2 separate regions of the Mus musculus genome follow, and region 1 is linked to region 2. Evidence: chromatin contacts called from public Hi-C data. All regions are on one chromosome and are shown on one strand. Each heading gives the region's core, a stretch centred on a gene start, on an enhancer-like site or on the middle of the called end of the contact. The rest is flanking DNA. Distances are from core to core; before and after follow the strand shown.

Region 1 (2,700 bases), core at 145-2,644, 45 kb after region 2:
AGCACTACCCAGGACACAGAATGTATCATTCACAACAGCACTTCTGGAAAAGTAGGAGAGTGAAAGAGAACGTGAGGGTAGACACTGCCACGCGTGACACTCCTGAGGCCCCCAGTCAAACCAGAAAGAGGCAAGGGGGAGAGCCTTTCCTTGAAACAAGGCAAAATGAGACATTCAGGTTATTCAAGAAATTCAAAACTCTGAATAGCGCTGTTCTCTTGAACAGGTGCCCCTTGACTGAGTTTATTACAGAAGCAGTCAGTGTAGAAAGGGAAATGATGCTTTTTTCCTTCTGACGCTCTAGGTGCTTTCTTTAATAAGCCAGAAACCTTCTCCTGCTTTAACTACATGCTGAAATCACTGGAATTGCAAGTTATTTCTGAGATAGAGTCACTCCAGGTGGGCAAAGTGTGACATCCCTGTCTAGCCCTCCTTCCAGTATTGTTTTCCCAGGGAAAACCCCCAAGTTCCATGCTACAAACTATAGTTGCCTGCACCTGTTGGATCTCCTGTGAGGGGAGATGCGGTCTTTAACACTGCAACATACAGGGCATTATTGTTTGCCTAAGTAGAGATGGATGGATCATCTGAAAAGTCAGCGAATGCTTCTCTTTCCTGTATTTGTGCTTCCTGTCTTTGACAGTAGTGTAGTCTCTTAAATGACACTGGGATTTTAATGACTAGTCTCTACTAAGAATGACATTTAAATATTACTGCCCCACCACCACCACCACCATGCCACACAACCACAGACTTCTACTAGTAGGTGACCCCATCTTGGGGAAATGAATGGAAGCCTAAATAAATCTCTATTTTTGAACAGCCTTAGAAAACCCTACATGATCTTGCACTTCAGAAAGTGCTTGAGTTTTAAAGAGGGGGCAAAGTCATATCTTACTGTCTCATACTGTAGCGCTCAATCAAGGAACAGTCTATAACCTTCAGCAGAAAAGAAAAAGTCCAGCAAAAGAAGAAAAGCGAAGTGGTACTAGCCCACCTAGTTCCAGTGTTCCACTTAATGCCTGGAGGGGTGGGCGGCTCCCCTTCGGAACACATCCCCATGCCCTCTTACCCCTGACAGGACCCGGGGCTCCTCTAGGGCTGTTCATGATCTCAGAAGGAGAACTGGAGTTTGAACTTACTTACTGTATTGACTCTTGCGCGTTCCTTCTCAGATGAGGAATCCAGGAATTTCAAGCAAGGGATTATCTAAACAGCCAGTCTGGAGACAGTCCTGGGAGGCACCCAAAGCAGGTCCGATTTGGTGTGAGCCAGCAAGTGAGATCAGAAGCAGGAGCGGCAAAGCGGAACAGCTGCAATGCTGTGCCTGCTCGGCTTCTCGGTGGACCTCTAAAGCCACTCGATCAGGGACCCCGCACTGCACAGCTCAGAGCCCCGGGTAGGAGTGGGTGGGGAGGGAGGAGGATCGGAGATAGAAGTGGAGAGAAACGCCGCCCTGGAAGGAAAGGACACAGGTAGGGGAACTGCGGAGCGAGGGAGTGAGGCAGATAAGTTCCCCGTAGTCAGAGACTGGAGATTAGTGTCCTCCAACCTTAGTTGCACGCTATGCAGCGTAGCGCCTCATCGTTCCTCGCCACCACTCCCTGCAGCTGCTATTCACTCCACTTAGGAGTTCACCTAATCTGCAGAGAAAAGTGCAGGGCAGTGGCGAACCCCGATGCAGGGAGGGAGCTGTGGTCCCTGGCTATGTGAACAGCGACAGACACCTCAGGCTTGCGGGTGTGGGCTGGAGAGAGGTTCCACACTTGGGGTGGAGGGGCAGAATCCCACTCTGGGCTAGGAGTTTCCTTGTGTAAAAACCAAGGAGGAGAACGAACTCCTCGCAGAAGCTGGATCCCAAGGACAAACAGCCAGCGCGCCCTGCCACACAGCGCAGGCACAGGAACTGTGGTTAACACGAGTCCAGTGCCTGGGGGACGGGAGCAGCAAAGCCCTTAACAGGTGTCCCTGGAACCCTGCGCCTTCAGATCACAAGCCCAGGTGTCCCAGCGGAACACTGGCAAAACTGTCCCTCGGGAAGAACGTAGAGAACAGCAGTGGGTCGTAAAACAGTCTTTCTTTGTCCAATTAGTTGACTTCAAAATTCTTCGCCTTTAGTTCTTGCACCATTCGAGATTTCGAGAGAGCAGGGAGACCATGCCTCGGGAAATGTTCCTCAGGAGTGAAGCCCGAAGGCTGAAAGAGGACATGCAGGACTTTCAGTCACGCTAGAGGGCTGTTTCAACCTTACCCTGCAAACTCTTCATTCACCAGCAGTCTTTCCAGAGGTTTGCTACAAGTCTCTTTTCCTTCAGATTTTAAAGGGGGCAGTAGAGACTTGAAAGCCAGGAAGCCAGGCTTGTCTTAACCACCGTGTCTCTCAGAGCTGCACAAGTCACCTCGCTGCATTGGATCACTCTTCTTGTTGTTTTCTTTTCTTTCTTTCTTTTTTAATTTATAAAATAAGGATGGCCACATTAGTTCTCAGAATGTCTCTGAAGGATACAAAACAATGATTCGATTTAGATTAGGTGTCTCGAAAAAAAAAAGTTATACTTAACCTATTTTTAAAAGACAAGTACTCCCCCACGTAGTAATAATTACTCCTTTATTGGGAAATGGATTTTCAGTCCCGTGGCCACTGAAAGTCACACACCCTAATTATAGGTCATAAGAAGTATAGAATCTGATATCAATCTT
Region 2 (2,961 bases), core at 37-2,536:
CTCGTTAGGTGAGTGGTATCCAGACAGCATACAAAAGGTAAGGCTTGCATTATGATGCTATGCTATGTGGTATTTTAACTGACTCCTAGTTGGTCAGGAAAGTTTGTTTTGAATTTTGGAACATAAATATTGAAACATTAAAGGAAATAAAATGAAATCATAAACAATCCTCAGCCCCAAATAAGACCAAAAATACGTAACAAGGAACAAAGAGAACAAATTGGGACCTGTGTGGCTCAGAGGTCAAAATATTGTACTGTTCTATGCCCCTCAAGAGAGAGAGAGAGAGAGAGAGAGAGAGAGAGAGAGAGAGGGAGGGAGAGAGAGAGAGAGAGAGGGAGAGGGAGAGGGAGGGAGAGGGAGGGAGAGGGAGGGAAAGGGAGAGAGAGGGAGGGAGAGGGAGGGGGAGGGAGAGGGAGGGGGAGGGAGAAGGAGGGGGAGGGAGGGAGAGGGAGGGGGAGGGAGAAGGAGGGGGAGGGAGAGAGAGGGAGGGAGAGGGAGAGAGAGAAAGATGGAGAGAGGGAGAGGCAGAGACAGAGACAGAGACAGAGACAATAAACTGTAAGCGAACATCTGGAAGGGGGCTACCAGCCTCAGAGTCTGGAAAGGAGGCCCCAGGCTCTGGGTCTTGAAGAAGTAGGCCACTTTTCTCATGCCTTGTTCAAATTACTGTTGAAAGGATTTTAGAATAGACTAATATCCTGTTGAAATGTTGTTCAAAGTTATTGTTCAAGAATTACAGTTTTTATAGCTCTATAGTAGAGCATTTGCCTAGCACGTTTGATACCCTAGATTTTGATCCCTACAACCTCAATAAGCAAGCAAGGAAGCAAACAAGCAAGGAAATGAATAAATCCATTATTTGAATGTAATTTCTTACATAGGAACACATGTTTCAAACATTTGGTTTTTATTAAGTTGTACAAAACAAAAAGAAAGACTATCAAAAATTTAAAGGAATTAAAACTCCATCTCGGATAAGCCTATAGGAACACCTGGGCCACGTTGTTCACACTTCAGAGGTCCCAGGAAAGATACGGTTGTAATTCTCCTTGCATCGTTATCTTCTGGGACCTATATCCTTTCTTTGTAGAAGTAAATAGTTGGAATGCAAACCACACTGACACCATCACTGGCTGCTTCAATGAAGAGTAAGTGTGAAAAGATAATGAGACAGGCCTGATATATGTGAGGACAAAGAAAGAGTGATTCAAGGATTCTATCTCAGAATAGTCATTAGGAAGAGAGGCTTCGGGGTCAGACAAACTGACTCATTTCTCAACCACTCTATTTTCTTGCTGCCAGACACATTTTTTCCCCTTGCAAAAATGCTGTCTCCATATATGCACTTGGGACAATACGATTTCCCAGATTTTTTTTCTTTTAAGACTTTGACTTATGAAGTCAAAGGAAATGAAATTAGTAAGACTACCCTGCTTCGCAAAGAAGCTGTTACTTTAGGGCATCCACTTGGGCTAGTTGTCTAGCAAGACTTAATAAGATGAATCAACTTAGAGAAAGAGAGGCGATACAGAACAGAGAGGTAGGAAGGACTTGAGAGAGAGCTCACTGATGAGATAGACAATAGGTGGAGGTGTGGAGGTGTGAATGGAACAAAGAAAATCTTGCCTTTGTCAGTTTCCTTCACTTAATGCTAATGTGGTGGTTTGACTGAGAAAGATATGTGTGGCAGGGTAATTAATAAAGGGCACAGTTTTGCTTTGACCCATAGTTCTGGGAGTTCCAGCATGGCACCAGTTTAGCTCAGTTTCTGTGAAGGCTTCACAGCACAACAAAGAAAAGGTGATAGATGTGAAAGAGACAGTATGGCAGGAAAGGAAGACAGAAATTGAACCATGGAAGTCAAAACCACTCTCAATAGCCTGGCTCTCCCAGCAACCAGCCCGGTCCCTGCACAGCAGTATCTTCATAAGGAAAGACATGAATCCTTCTTGATGGCCCTGCCACCTTTTTAGAGGCTCCCATCATAGTCACAGCATGGATCAAGCCCTCCATGTGATCTGGGGGTTGTGGTGGGAAGGAGACAACCATACTCACCCATGGCAAGGTTTAAATGGGATCATAGCCAGTTTCTGGAAGCACTTAAAACTCAGACTGAAATGTCTGAGGTAGTCAGATCATGCTAGGACTTTCTGGTCAGGAAAATGCTGCTCAAAAGAATGTGTTCTGTCTAGAAATGACGTGTCCTTGTAGAACTCTCCAGCCACTTTATTCAAAGGCAGAATATTAAGATGTATTACTAGGAGAATCATAGTCTAACATTTTACATTGTTCTAATTGCTTCATGCTTTTCAGTCACTAGGCAATGGAAAGTGATGTGTCAGGAAAATGTCATTTAGTTAATGAAGGCTTTTGAGGAGAGAGAGAGAGAGAGAGAGAGAGAGAGAGAGAGAGAGAGAAGGGAGAGAGGTAGATTGATCAGAAGTGTCAAAGCTTTGTTAGAGTATTATTCGGGAATGTGTGGAGATGTAGGAGATGTATCTCATGTGTGATTTGGTAATAGTTTACCAACTCAGGGAAGGAAGTGGAAAAAGCTTCTGCAAGCCACACATCTCATCCAGCAGCTGCCACCCTACCTGAGCCACCCAGCTTTCATGAGGCTAGGTTGAGAGTAGAGTGTGACGTATTACTCATTGCTGACGTCCAGAGCAGGGCTCACACTCGTGTGAAGCACAACTAGACTTGAATTTATCAACTATGGCCTTGCACAGGGGCCAGTATAAATTTGGATATACTTATCTAAGATGAGAATAAAAGGAAGACGTGTAACAGGTAGATGATGGACACGATGGCTGTCTTATGTGACACTGAATAAGAATAGTGATAGTCACCTATACCTGTAAGTTGCATCATCCTATGAAGCAAAAGAAAGAAAGTTAGACAAGACTCCTTTCCAGATGAGGGAGTTTTGGGTAAAGAGAGTAATTTTTTTTTAATAAT

Evidence for each region. A called contact is a pair of places that touch in the nucleus more often than the background predicts.
Region 1: a Hi-C map of adipose-derived mesenchymal stem cells shows a contact between it and region 2, with 1.9 times the contacts expected there. The contact joins the promoter of Npy2r here to the enhancer-like site in region 2. A contact is called at or near these places in 3 of 484 Hi-C or Micro-C datasets (adipose-derived mesenchymal stem cells, cortical neurons and uterus), 2 of 115 datasets of contacts at active chromatin or transcription factors (craniofacial prominence and neural progenitor cells) and 2 of 9 other capture datasets (adipose tissue and liver).

Annotation. Positions count from the first base shown.
Region 1 is chr3:82,546,691-82,549,390 of GRCm38.p6, forward strand. It overlaps Npy2r (neuropeptide Y receptor Y2), which reads right to left and starts at 1,395. Exons shown (of 2, transcript NM_008731.3): 1 at 1,147-1,395.
Region 2 is chr3:82,501,960-82,504,920 of GRCm38.p6, forward strand. No RefSeq gene overlaps it. Among named protein-coding and RNA genes, the nearest start is that of Npy2r, 45 kb to the right of the region's middle. Within about 2 kb of position 1,287, at least 1 of the 459 cell types and tissues checked has an H3K27ac peak or open chromatin away from gene starts, as enhancers often do. A contact at or near this core is called in adipose-derived mesenchymal stem cells, where this site is marked.